2 separate regions of the Macaca mulatta genome follow, and region 2 is linked to region 1. Evidence: chromatin contacts called from public Hi-C data. All regions are on one chromosome and are shown on one strand. The core of a region is the stretch at or near the end of the contact, and the rest is flanking DNA. Distances in the headings are between cores, read along the strand shown.

The links. A called contact is a pair of places that touch in the nucleus more often than the background predicts.
Region 2: a contact with region 1 is called in a Hi-C map of sperm, with 4 times the contacts expected there. The contact joins two enhancer-like sites. A contact is called at or near these places in 4 of 14 Hi-C or Micro-C datasets (fetal cortex germinal zone, fibroblasts, liver and 1 more).

The regions. Positions count from the first base shown.
Region 1 is chr3:174,131,674-174,138,825 of T2T-MMU8v2.0, forward strand. It overlaps AKR1B1 (aldo-keto reductase family 1 member B), which reads right to left. Exons shown (of 10, transcript NM_001265861.1): 8 at 7,018-7,101; 9 at 4,999-5,081; 10 at 2,060-2,474. The coding sequence ends at 2,432. Among named protein-coding and RNA genes, the nearest start is that of AKR1B1, 15 kb to the right of the region's middle. Within about 2 kb of position 3,743, at least 14 of the 40 cell types and tissues checked have an H3K27ac peak or open chromatin away from gene starts, as enhancers often do.
Region 2 is chr3:174,430,246-174,437,413 of T2T-MMU8v2.0, forward strand. No RefSeq gene overlaps it. Among named protein-coding and RNA genes, the nearest start is that of BPGM, 39 kb to the right of the region's middle. Within about 2 kb of position 2,081, at least 2 of the 40 cell types and tissues checked have an H3K27ac peak or open chromatin away from gene starts, as enhancers often do.

The DNA.
Region 1 (7,152 bases), core at 2,493-4,992:
TGCACTATAGCAGTTTGTGCAATTTTATCAACATAAGGGACACAGTGTTGAGAAACCTTGTTCTTTGAAATCAGATCCTGAAAAATGATGGTTTGAAATCAAGTCTCTGGAGGCATTGTTCAGAGATTTTCCAATGCAGATCTTACTTGCCCATGTGATTTAATATTTAGTTCTGTCTTTTCATTGGTCTCATTATCTTAACAATTCTGCTCTTTGGAACATTATTTTGGTAAAATCTCAGTTTCATGAATGTATGTTGTACCCCCAACTTCACCAGAGGCAAAGGTCCCCAGAGATGAGGCCAGAACCATTGTTCTAACACTGCCACTGACTTTGCTCTCTGAAGGGTGACTTCATTCATCGTGACGAGTCCACCAGAGTCCTGAGGCTGGGCTGGAGTTTGTCCAGGAAGGTGTAGCGGTTTTGATTCCACAAGGGGAAGGAAGAATGGAGCTCTCCACTGGTGAATGAAGCAGCACCTGTTTTGATCCACAGACCTTCTTGCATCCATCTGCTCCTTGGATGAATTGTTAGTGGAATGAAGCTGGTCCCACTGAGCTCCACAGCCTCGCCTTCTGTTCCCTAAGCCACACTTTTCAGCATACAAGCAACAGGCCTTACCTGAGCCCGAGTCGCTGACTGCTGAAAATACGATTGCAGCTTCAAAATGCAGAACCAGCTGTTCTCCCTGTCATTTGTGGCATGACTTAATTCGCTTCCTCCTCCTCCACTGCAGGCAAGGCTCCTAAGGCACAGTCCTCAGAAAAATTCTGAGGGTTCTGTTGGAAAGTAGGGAGGGGAGGCAGCTTGCCTTTTATCTTGTTTATGCTCTTGGGCTGAGTCTCAAATTGTCATGCTATAATGGTCTATCCTAGGCAGAGATCTAGACGGCAGGTAACAGATTTAAACACTTACCAGTGACTACCTTATTTTTCCAAAGAGTGTTGAAGCCAACTGGGGACCAGTGGGGATCAGGTCAGATGATTTGATGTAACTGTTGTAACAAAACTAAAATCTACTCATCATCATGGTGACATAAGAGGCCTGCAGTTTAACTCGGGATAAGGTGTGACCTGCACACTCTGACAGGGGAACCTGGACCACTGTAATCAGCAGATGCCATGAGGGTCCCAGGCCCAAGGCTGCCAGGTAGTGAGGGCAGCCTGTGCAGTGGGGCTCTGGGTTCTCCACTGGGCTCAACCCCAGCTGCAGAAGGGCGAGGTGTGCCCTTCCATCCCTGGGTGAGGGCCAGGAACCACCACTGCCCAATTAACTATACCTTTAGAGGTACATCCTAAACACAGATCACCTGTAAAGCAGTTAATGTGACTTGATCATGGGGGTCCTAATTATCCAATAAACAAGGCCAGCCACAAAACAACCTAACTTGATGAAGTTTCAAGTCGGCACTTGTCTATTCCATTCCTTTCTTGGCCTTTGTCAAACTTAACTCTGGATAAAGAAACAGTAACAAAAACAACAGCATTCTGCCGCAAAGCCTTTACTTTTGCAGCCCTATTTCATCCTTATCCAATCGGAAGCTATTTATTTATGCTTGTCTTTCCTCTCGTCTAGACAACAGGCTTCAGGAAAGCAGTTTCTCTCAGGTTGTGATGCTTAGTAAACACCGACTTCGGCCTTCACACAGAGAAGGAGCAACCAAGGAATCTGTGGAATCGAACATGGGCTTACCCTAAAGCTGTGGCTCAGCCTTGGCTGCACACTGGAATCACCTGGAGAGCTGTACACTCCTGCTGTCCTGGCCATAGCCCAGACAATCAGATCAGCCTCCAGGGCGAGGTCCAGACATCACCAGCCTTAAACCCCCCGAAGGTGACCCGGTGTGCAGCCAGGATGAAACCCACGGCCCTAAAGCTAAATGGGTAAAGTACTGGGGTGGGGGCCCCCAACTTGTAGATGAGGACTTGTAGAAAAGCCAAGTCCTCACTCCTTTTGCATCACTGACGGGCCTGCTTTACGGGTTATCTGGAAAGTGATGGTTGAAAGTGAGTAGAAGGTTGCTATTGTTTTAAAAAACCAAAGCTCACAAAACCAAGCGCACAAAAGCACTTTTTATTTGAGGCAAAGAGAAGTCTTGCTGAAAGGATTACAGTTCCAAGCAGTCAAAACTCAACTGTTAGTAGCACTATTTTGACCTGGTAGATTTTGCTTCTCTTTGGTCAGAAAAGAGTATTCAGGTTGTACTTTCCCCAGCGGGGCAAAAAGAAGGGCAAAGCAAACTAGAAGAGACTTCTACTCTACTGACAGGGCTCTTCAGATCCAACATCAAGCTAGACACGCCCTCGCTGGCCACTCTACAGGTTGCTGTCCCGCTGCTGAGTGACAGAGGCCATACTACATTTTCAAGAAAAAAAAATGAGGCAGGAAACACAGGTATAGGTCACTTAGGGATGAGCAGGCATCCACAGCTTCAAAACTCCTCATGGAAGGGGTAATCCTTGTGGGAGGCACAGCTGTCAGGAGAAAGGAGAAAACAGTTGCTTTTTGAAGAGGTGATTTTGACTATACCCAACTCCCAACAGAGAAACGATGTGTCTCATTGAAGAAAGAAAACAGAACCTCAGAGGCAACAAGCTAGTTCTGAATCTGCAGATCACGGTTCTGCAGCTGGGGGAAGCAACTCACCCTGCAGACCCCTCTACCACTACTGTCACCAAGCAGCACACGTGTGAGGGACACCCCCTCCCCATGTGCCCAGCACTGCAGACCCCTCTACCACTACTGTCACCAAGCGGCACACGTGTGACGGACGCCCCTCCCCATGTGCCCAGCACTGTGCCTGGGCCATGCAGGATGGCAACACGATTTCTGCCTCCTAGTAACTCAGTCTAGTTGGCAGGACCAGACAGCATCTTGTGGTCTTAAACAATAAGAGGGTGTAATAATATCAGAAGGTAGGCCAGGCACAGTGGCTCACGCCTATAATTCCAGGCCGAAGCGAGAGGATCACTTGAGGCTAGGGGTTTGGGACTAGCCCGGGCAACATAGCAAGATTTCCATCTTAACAAAAAAATTTTAAAAATTAACCAGGCATGGTGGTGCACGCCTACAGCCCCAGCTACTTGGGAGGCTAAGGGGGGAGGATCGCTTGAGTCCAGGAGGTCAAGGCTGCAGTGAGCTGTGATCATGCCATTACATTCCAGCCTGCGTGACAGAGTAAGAGCCCATCTCAAAAAAAAAAAAAAAAAAAAAAAAGGGATGTTGAAACTCTGTATGTGACTGAATCTCTAAGGATAAGAGAAGCAACGGCAAGTGCTCTGAGGATGGAGGGAGCCTCCTTGTATCAGTGGGGGCTGAAGTGAGCACAATCAACGGTTGGAGATTTTATACTGGAAACAGGGCAGGGAGCACAGGTGCAGACGTCTTTGCCAAAGCTCACCCACTGTCCATCTAGTAAGGCCAATGGCTGTGCTGGGAACATAAAGGCAGGAACACTGGACAGATGGTTGAGCAAGGCATGCAAGGCCAGAGTTATGTAATCTGAGCTGGGTGCTTAGAGTCTGTAACTCTTATTCAAAACCATTCAAAAGTTCTCCATGGCCTGCCTTTTTTGTGTACCCAAGGAGAGTGACACTGACATCAGCAGGTCAGGCTCAGTAAAGCAGTATCTGCCAGAGGGGTGGCATGTGTATAGAGAAAACTCCCTGGGAGACCTGGGCATGTCAGGGCTAGTCTCTTCCTCCCACTCACCACCACACAACAGGATAATCGAACAGAAGTTTCTAGAACAATACTGGAGGGCAGAGGAGTCTAACTGTAAAGGGAGCAATGAGAAAACCACTGTGGTTCCTCAGCCCTAAGAGCTTCAATCCACTGTCTCAAGTGGGAGAGGAAAAGGAAGACGGATGAACGGGAGATTCTGAAAGGAGAACGAAAGTAGCTTGGTGACTGATTTATTCCTCTCCTCCTTGTCCACTAGATCCAAAAATGATTTCAATGTCTAAGGCTAAGTAGCATTAACAAAGACGTCTGAAAGGGTGCTGGCCTGGGGCTGCCTGTGACATGCTCTGTTTGTGGCCTGTTTTGAGTGTGAGGCCACAGTGTGGCAGCAGCAGGCTCTCCAGACACACGCATGCCTGAAGCAGGGCAAAGTTATTGTCCACGATGCAGGCTGGGCACACATCTGCCTGGGGCAGTGGCTGAAGCCACCAGCAGTGCAAACTCCGGGGAGGGAGAGGGGACAGACTGGAAAGGGAAAGCTGGTGGCCCACCCCATCTTAGGGAATGTTCAAATTTTGCTTAGAAGAGGAAGTACTAAAGGAGAGTGTGTGGAAACAGCTCAAATGAGAATAAGGGTAGTGAAAGAGAAACAGGGTCTTAGTCTCCACTGCAAAATGAGCAGTTCCTTCTTGAAAAGCAGGAAGTGACTTACACGCGTCACCTAGTTATTGTAATGGTAGGAAAAGAGAAAACCCCCAGAAAACCTTCCTAGGCAGCTCCTTCCAAACTACCACGCAGAGGAAACAGAACCAGAGGATGTATGGCTGGAGGGACGGAGGTGCCTGCTGCTCAGAGGGAGGGCCTGTTTTGGAGCCACGTGGCTTACCAGGGTCAGAGCTGGGACTGTCTCAAACCCCAGCCCCAGGGGCTTCCGACCAAACCCCTTTCATTAGGGTCATTAAGACAAAAAGTCACAGGCAAATTCTTCCAGAGTTTGATCCAGGGTCACCTGGGATCACCTGGTTTCAGATGAACCACTAGGATTTTAAAATTAAATGCCAAAATATGTAGTTACTTCAGGCCAGGCCAACAATGCCCCGTGGTTAGAAGAAGATATCAGGAGCGGATCTCTTGGCATCTTGGCTTCATGCAGTTCAGCTAATGTAAGGTCATGTGGCAGAGAAAGCAAGGTAATGTGCAAAGCAAGAACAGCTGTGACAGGAGCGCATGGGCGCTGAGGCCTGCAGGGATCACTCTTCTGCTCTGCAGTATCTGAGGATCTCCTGGGAACTGCTCCTCACGCTGGGGCTCACTCACCTCAACAAGGCACAGACCCTCCAGTTCCTGTTGTAGCTGAGTAAGGTGGTCATATCCTGGTTGCTCAGTTCAAAGTCAAAGACCTAAAAAACAAACAAAAAAAATCCAGTAAGCTCTGCAAATAAAAACAAAAGACGAAATACTGTGCAGGACCCAGATGTCTTCCATGGCTTTGAGCAGAGATGATAAACTGAACTTAGAAAAAGCTGATTATATTACTATTCAGGAAATGTGCATGTTGGGCTAGATAATATATGGAACGATGAAAACAGTCCTTCCTTTCCAGAACCTCCCAGGGAAATGATACATTTTATTTCATTTCAAAAAACACTACTGAGCACTTCTATTGTGATACGCTGCAGTGAGGAGTAGAATCATGGGTAAGATGTGTCTTTGCCTCTACTGATGAAGCAAACAAAGGGCAGAGGTATTTCTACAGCTGTGCCACAAATAACTAATCACACACTGTGTAAGGCACTCAACAGAGCACAGGAAGGGCAGAGGTATTCCAAATGCATTCCAGCTGGGGAACTGAACCACCACAGCCGAAGAGGAGGTGGTATTTGACATGGCCTAAGAAGCATAAGGTTCTGACAGGAAAGGCAAGAAAGGTATACTGGGAGAAGAGAAGCACCTGCATGAAGGCAGCAGATGGTACAGAACTCAGCTGGCATGGAGGCTGGGAGGGAGGCAGGCAGGCAGCACTGGGTGAGACCCACATGAGGCCAACACACACTCCCAGAGCCGAAGGGCTCTTAGCTTCAGATGATCACAAAATGTGCAGAAAGAGAGTCTGCTACAGGCTCTGTGATTACGATCACAGAAAAATGTGCAATAAGATGCAAAAATAAAATAGGTTAGCATTTTGAGATTAGTCATTTATTTTTTCTTTCCTAATTCCTTAAAAAATGAAATATGAAACAAAGGATGCATCTCCGGTGGGCTATGCCTTTCCCTCAGTGGCCACGGTTTTGCCACTTTATCTTGTGTACTCAGAACATCTACCTGCACGTAAGAAGAAAAACGTCTCCTCTACTCAACAATGGGCTCCACTTCCCGCTTCAGGGATCACTCTCATCCCTGTCTCACGCGTGACAGGTGGCAGGCATTAGGGCCACGGCCTCTGGGCAGTGGAATCAGGCAAAACCAGCTGCTCACCTGAGCTGGGGCCTGCCCAAGAGCCCCATGCCCATGGTTGTGCTGCATGCGGCACAGATCTTGGATAAAGACAGAGCTTCCCTGGCAGAGCCACTTCGCTCCATGAGAACAGAGCTTGGGCCATCAGGACTCCCCTGAGTTGCTCTCCTTTGGGCGTGCCCCCACCCCGACTCACCAAAGCTGCAAGGACGGGCGGGGAGGGAGGTGGTGCCCGGTAGCCTGAGCTGCTCCAGCTGCCACACTGAGCACTTTGCCTGTGCCCTGACACACGTCTAGGCTCTGTCCATCATCACATGAACTCCTTGCAGAGCTGGTGAGTGGGCTAAATGGTCCAGAGGGTCCTTTGCGGTCCCTGGGCTTATCAGCACAGCAACATTTCTCGATCACTTACTAAGGTATTAAGCACCATGTGAAGTGCTTTGATGCATCACTTAATCTTCGTAACAACCCTCAAAATGGGTATTATTTCATAGATAGGGAAGCTGAGGCACTGAGCAGTTAAGTGACTTGTCCAAGGTTATGCAGCTGGTAACTAACAGTTTCAGCGCAGGGCAGGTCCAGGCAGTGAAGCTCAAGAGCGAGATTTTCTCTGGGTAACCTCTCGGTGTGGTTGAAGGGCCTGAGCAAAGGTGTAGGTGTGTGTGTGCACAGCACGGGGCCCTGGAGGCACAAGGCCTGGCTCTGCACATGACCCCACCGGGGAGGTGTCCGTCTCAGTCTATGGCTCGCTCGCCATGGCTCCCTGGCCTCAGAGGAGAGGATGTGGGGATCCCACAGATGACACTCCAGGGACAGGATGAGCGGCTTCCTCCACCGCCCACTCCACGGAGGAGGGCCAGGCCTGACCAGCCAAGATCTTACCTTAAAGTTCTCAGCAATGCGTTCCGGTGTCACAGACTTGGGGATCACCACCAAGTTCCTCTGCATGGGGAACCGGATCAGGACCTGTGAGCCCAGGGAGACAATGAGTGTGTACACATGCCGGGCACTCGCACC
Region 2 (7,168 bases), core at 831-3,330, 300 kb after region 1:
AGCTGCAGGGAAAGTCCTCACGTTCCAGCCAAGGGTCAGCTAGCAACAAGCAGCTCCAACTCACAGACGCCCTGTGCCCTGCCGATAGACACCTCACCGGTGGGCTCCGGCCCCCAGGGCACACAGTGCTGCCTGTACAGGCCACCAAAACTGTACCTGAACACAGGCCCAGACTGAATTTGTTGGCTTCCAGTATGGGCCACCAAAATTGTGACCAAACACATGTTCACTGCTTGCAGAGTCCAATGAACAAGAATGAGGTCTGGAAGAAAGAAAGTGATTTTTATCAACCAAAACTACTAAAGGAGAAGCGGCTGGATTCCTACCAAAAGGAACCGCTTTGCTAGTTGCGGAGAAAGCAGGGGTTTAAAAAGGGAAAACTTGTTACGGAAGGCATGCAAGAATTGTGCTGATTCCAGTGCCTGTGTGTCTTGTTCTGGCGGCTGTCTTGGGTCCCAGGCCACCTGCATCTCAGGCTGGCATCACCCTGCATCTCAGGCTGGCATCACCCTTATGATGGCCAGGTTGTTGACTAGTTGCCTTGAAGTAATCTCCGGAATTCTGTAGCTGGGTCTCCAGACTTGGTCTGTCCAAAAATTAGCCCCATAAGAATTATGTGCCTTTCTGCTATATTTAGAGTAGAAAGCCCTGATGGGAGCTAAACGAGGGTGGTGGGGTGTACTGACTCCGCACTATGCAGTGGCTGGAAGGTTCACGAGCCTCTTCTCTTTCTTTTCTCTTTCCTAGCATGCAGTTAGATAAATGTGAAGGGACTATATTCTGTGAGAAAGAGAGGGACGTGGAGTCCATTTTAAGGCTAAGGCAAAAGGCTTCTGCAGTTTGCTTCAAGGTTATATGTTGAAACTCAAGAGAAAGGAAAAAAAAATGTTTACAATGCATTTTGAAATTAAGTTGCCTCATTACAGAATCATAGACTCGAGGTTGGTGGGGCCCAGAGGCACTGACGTTCTTCTAGATCTTCAATATTCCACACAGTCTGGCTAATGTTTAAACACCTCTAGGGATCAGGAATTCACTTCCCAACTAATATTTAGGAGAAAATCTTGTGTTTAGCAAGTCTTTCTTATGTGCAGCTAAAATGCCATCTTCCTTTATCCTCCACTTATAGATCTCAATTCCGCACGCAGTGACAGCACAGAACAGGTCTTTTCCTATTCTTCATGAAAGCCCTCCAAATATTTGATATAGGTCTTATATTCCTATGTTACACCCAATTGTTTTTGATGAATACCCCCAATTAATGGATACAGTTCAAATTCACAAATTAAATTCATTTTAAAATTTAATTTATTAAAAATAGATTTATTAGTTTACTAATATTGATACATCAATTAAATCACATAACTTCAATTAATACAGTTCCAAATGGATGTGTCTATAATACCCTTAGCTTTAAGAGACAGACAGAAGGCTGGGCATGGTGGCTCACGCCTGTAATCCAAGCACTTTGGGTGGCCGAGGCGGGTGGATCACGAGGTCAGGAGTTCAAGACCAGCCTAGCCAAGATAGTGAAACTCTGTCTCTACGAAAAATACAAAAATTAGCCGGGCGAGGTGGCAGATGCCTGTAATCCCAGCTACTCAGGAGGCTGAAGTAGGAGAATCGCTTGAACCAGGCGGGCAGAGGTTGCAGTGAGCTGAGATCATGCCACTGCACTCCAGCCTGGGTGACAGAGCTAGACTCTGTCTCAAAAGAAAAAAGGAGAAAGACAGAAGCCTCCAGCTGAATCTTTTAGGCTGTCAGTACCTTGGTAGGGTCATTTTGAGACCAAGGTCCAGTCTACAGTTTTTCAAATTTAAAAAATTATTTCTAATTCATTAAAAAACTGATAAATATAGTAGAATCCTACTTACATAACTATTCAGAGAGATACATCCATCAAGCCGACTGAAATATATGTGCACCTGCTGGTCATATATGATCTTTTCAGTAGCCAGAAAGCCTTTGAAAATGATTTGCATATCAGAAGAGTGATTATAATAAATAACTTAAGCCTGAGGCACTTACCATCTTGATTGATCGTAAGGACAGAGCACACTGCCATATGCCTGCAACCCAGTGGGTGGATCTTCTTTTGATAGTTGTGGAGGGAGATTCTCATGAATTCTGGATGAATGATTCGTCCCTTTCAATATTCATTATCTGGCATACAAGTCTTCCATCATCTCTGTATTTGGCAGTATGCGTAGTCGCTATGAGGCTTGGCTCTAAAGTAAGTATTTATCAAATGAAGGACTGAATACACAAACCACATGTCATCGGGATAGGATAAAGTCAGTTGAAATTTAATGACAGGAGCATATTTTGCTGGAGGATAGTTTAAAAGCATTGCCTATCCAGATAAAATTTGTAAAAGGTGCCACCTCAGGGTCCTTCCTATGATTTAGAAAACGCTCCAGTTAGTAATGTTTGCAACATCTTTTGGGGGAGTAAGTTGATTCAGAGATGAGATACAGGATACCCATTTTCATTACTTTCTGTTGAAGAGGGTGGAATTTCTGTCTTCTCCATCCAACTCTGTGCACTTACCCTGAAAGACTCTGTAGCTCCTGTGCTCAGTCTACAGTAGAGAGGGGCTTCAGAGAGGACAGGATGGATGATCTCAGCCTCCTAGATAAAGGAGGATGTGAGCTCAACTGCTGCGGCTGGGGAAGCTGAAATGCGGTAAGGGATTTCAGGGAGTGGGGAAGGCTTAGAATGCTTCCACAAGGAATCACCTAGGGAGTTAATGAAGAATGAAACTTGAGCATTGAAGTCACCGCTGAGGTTACATATCATGCATTTAGAATTAAGTCACTGTGCAGACTTGTAATTTTCTGCCAAGCACCTGGCTGCCCAGAGAAAGAGAGATAAGAAGGTTGATTTTATCTAGTGCTGGGAATTGCCTAAGTACAAAGAATTCCAGGAGGCCTAGTGACATTAAGTGATCTTTAAATAGAAAATCCTTAAGGGTTGTTTAGCAGGAAATGTTTCAAAGCAGGGGAAAGGCTATCCATGTAGACAGATAGGAGATGATTATAGACAATGAACCTGAGAGTACCCTGTCATCTCTCCAGCGGCTGAGGTCTCACCATTTGTCTGGTTTACACTTGCATGGGGCTTAAGATCTTCTTGGCCCCAGCTGACTGACCTCCCTGTATTACTCGCTATTGTTTGTTTAATTCCACTATTGTCTTACCCCTTCAAACTTGAGACTTTCATTATAAATATTAATTATCTGACTTGGTGCCCAAGCTGGGCAATAGTCTAGTTGGGGCTCTACTGTCACCTAGTGGTCTTTGGTTGCTTTGCATGTCTACGGTGTCAAGGCTAGGAAGGGAGCAAGTGAAACCAAGACACAGCTTGGATAGAAGCATTCAAGGGGTCTGGAGTTCACGACGAGGGCAAAGAGAAAAAATTGCTAGGTACCAACAAGACAGAAGAATAATAGTTTGTAGTCTAAAAGAATTTCAGAGTTTGAGATCTTGATGATGGAGGAGTACTAGGGAGGATAATACCAAAGAAGTGGCTATGGTTGTGTGTAGCTGAAAAAGACTGAAGAAGGACATTAAAGCTGAAGGTCAAGGAGTTCAGGGCCAATTTGTTGCAAGGGCCATTTACATTCTCCACTTAGAGATGAGTGTCCCTGTGTTAGGGTCCACGTTTTGGTAATACATATTTTTTATCTTCCACACTTCCCAATACAGTGTCAGCAAAATGTTGGTTGAATTGACTTGAGTGTTGAAGAAAAACAATCACTCACAATGACTGTAGGGGATGGAGTGGAGATTATAACTTTGAACTTGCTAATCTATACTTTTAGATGAGAATGGCTTCAAATAGCTGGCTTTCTCAAGCCAGGCAGCTATTTTCACTCCTTCAGTGACTGTCCCAACATATCTCCACTGGATGAATCTCCCCATTCCTGGTATTTTACAGTTTGTTGTGATTCCTTCTAAGGCAAGAGAACATCCTGGATGTTGCTGTGTGCTCATTGTCTGAAATGAGCACACCACATGTAGCACACCACATGTAGCAATTACCTTTCCTGCCATTGATTCTCCATGTGAACTTTCTGTAAGCAAGATGTTCATCCAGGAGTTCTCCAAAGCCTACCTTCTCTTCACTCCTTTCTGAGTTTCTAAAAAAATTTGGGAGTTAGTTACTCTACTTTCCCATACTACTCCAGGAAATTTTAAATCCCTGCATGTCTACTTCCTAGGTAAGTTGGCTCTTGATCACACTGTTTTCAGTCAGCTGGGTCTTTGGCCAACCCAGAGGTATTCCTTTGTTAATTCCCACAAGCTAGAGGATTTCTAGAGATTTTTTTCATTACTTATTCAGTGGACACTATTTCTTCTCACCCCAAATCATCTGCTTGCCTCATTCCTGCCCCACTCTGATTTAACTCCCATGTGACTCATTAGCTCCAAGCCAGTTTGCAGTGACTCCCAGGCTCTCAGCTGCCTGAAGGATTGGCTGCCATACTGGACACTTTGATGACTATTCTGGTTGTCTCTTGATTCTTAGAACATCTTTGTAGGCCAACCTATCTATAAAATGACTTCCTTCTTTGTCAGCTATAATAATGGATATTGATTTTTTTCTAATTTTTCATTATAGGAATTGTGAACACATAGAAAGCTGGAGGGAATAGTGTATTGAATGTAGTGTACATACTCAGCTTTAGTGTAATTTATGGACAATATTATTTCATCTATACTTTTTTAGATCCCTGATTATTTTGAAACAAATCCTAAATATCATATCCTTTTATCTGTCGATGACAGTGCATAGCTTTAAAAAATAAGAACACTTGCCATGTCACAAGTAAAAATTAGCAAAATTTAGCAAACAAATTTCCAAAGTCATTCAGACTAGAATAATAGTGGTTGAGAGTAGCTCTTCTTGTTTAGAAAAATTTTAATTTCAGCCTGAGCTAAGACCAAAGGAAATCACAATTAAGCTTTACCACTGCTAAGCCATTAAACTCTTGTTGATAGAGCAATTCAGGATATTCAGCTTCTATTTTTGATAAAAAATCGTAGAATTGCAGATGTTTACACCACAAAAGTGAATAAGGTCCATTTTGGACATGGCCTGTTCAATAATATATGATAGAACCAAACATGTTATACAAAGTACCTACTGATGAATAATACAATGAATGATTACAGGTTTTAACATCTTACTTTTTCACAAGCTTTTAAATGAGTCAAGTAAGCCTTTGTCTGCTTCACAAAAATTTTTACCACCATGTAGCACATCTTAGCAGATTCCACTTCAGGTTGTACTGGCTTAGAAATTTTACCAGCTTCTTTGAAAATATTATTCTCACTTGTAGTTGTTCCATACAGAGTATTCATAGAACCTAATTCTTCAGTTACTTCAAACTTAGCATTGATACCTCAAGTAAAAAACAACAGCTGAGCAGTATCAGTAGCATCTGTCTATTCAACAAGAGACAAGGAAAGATACTCAGAACAATTAACTTTGTTTTTAATTAACTATTGATGTTGCTCCCAATGTCCTCAACTCTTCAATCAACTTTTCTTACCAAAAAGCTCACAGTCTCGAACAAATTTATTTTCTGTGTACCCATTTTTTCAGCTAATAAAAACACAATTTAATTAGCTTACCATTGATACATGGGTTTCCTTGCTTGCTGACAAATGAACCACTTGGAAACTAAGTTTGGTTGCAGCCTCATTTACATTTGTAATTCTTGTGAAGAAATTTCACTATAATAAGATATTCTATTTAAATTTCCTAATTTTTCTGCCTGTTGCTTTCCTGTGAGTTGGACATATTGTGATGAGTGCTTAGTCTGACAATGTTGACATATATTGTGCTGTTTTAGCACAGCTTTAGTGTCAGTGCATAATAAACACATGCTTTCTGATCTAATTCAATTTTTTACAAAAAGCCAGATGCACAATAACTTAAAAGTACAACATTTGAAGTGGACTTTTCTTGTTTTGACATGAAAGATATGCACTGATAAAATAAAATAAAAGTAAAACAAATATGCTTGGCACTTGAAACATTGTCAAGTTGACTCACTGAGCAGCAGTAGGAAGTGATGAGGATTCCACAAATGGTCTCTGTTGCAACTCTTCAACTTTGCTGTTGAATCTCAAATGCAGCCATAGACAATATGGAAATGAATAAGTATGGCTATGCTATAGTAAAACTTCATTTATAATATTAAGCTTTAATTTAAAACAATTTTCACATCATAGAATATTATTGTTCTTTTGATTTTTTTCAATTATTAAAAAATGTAAAAACTGGCTGGGCATGGTGGCTCATGCCTATAATCCCAGAACTTTGTGAGGTCGAAGTGGGCAGATCACTTGAGGTCAGGAGTTCGAGACCAGCCTGGCCAACATGATGAAATTCCATGTCTACTAAAAACACAAAAATTAGGCCAGGTGCAGTGACTCATGCCTGTAATCTCAGCACTTTCGGAGGCAGAGGTGGGCTGATCAGGAGATGGAGACTATCCTGGCTAATATGGTGAAACCCCATCTCTAGTACTAGCCAGGCATGGTGACATTGCGCCTGTAGTCCCCGCTACTTGGGGGGCTAAGGCAGGAGAATCGCTTGAACCCAGGAGGCGGAGGTTGCCGTGAGCTGAGATCATGCCACTGCACTCCAGCCTGGGCAACAGAGTAAGACTCAGTCTCAAAAAAAAAAAAAAAAGAAAAGAAAAGAAAAGAAAAAATTAGCTGGACATAGTGATGCACGCCTGTAATCCCACCTACTTGGGATTCTACTGCTAAGGCAGGAGAATTGCTTGAACTCAGGAGGTGGAGGTTGCAGTGAACTAAGATGGCACCACTGCACTCCAGCCTGGGTGACAGAGTGAGACTCCTTCTCAAAAAAAAAAAGTAAAAACCATTCTTAACTTGCAGACCATACCAAGGCTGGATGTGATCAATGGGCCATAGTTTGGCAATCCCTGGGCTAGACCATTGCACCTCTAAAAATTTCACAGATGTGTCATGCCCTTGAATCTTTGTAGGGCTTATCTTCCATCACCTGAGGTGCAGATGCCTTACTTAGGCATTCAGAACTCTAGTCACTTTCTGCCACCAGGTCCACTTGGCATGGTCTCATCAAAATAGTGGAACAATGACCAGAATGTCCAGGTGATCAAGGTCCA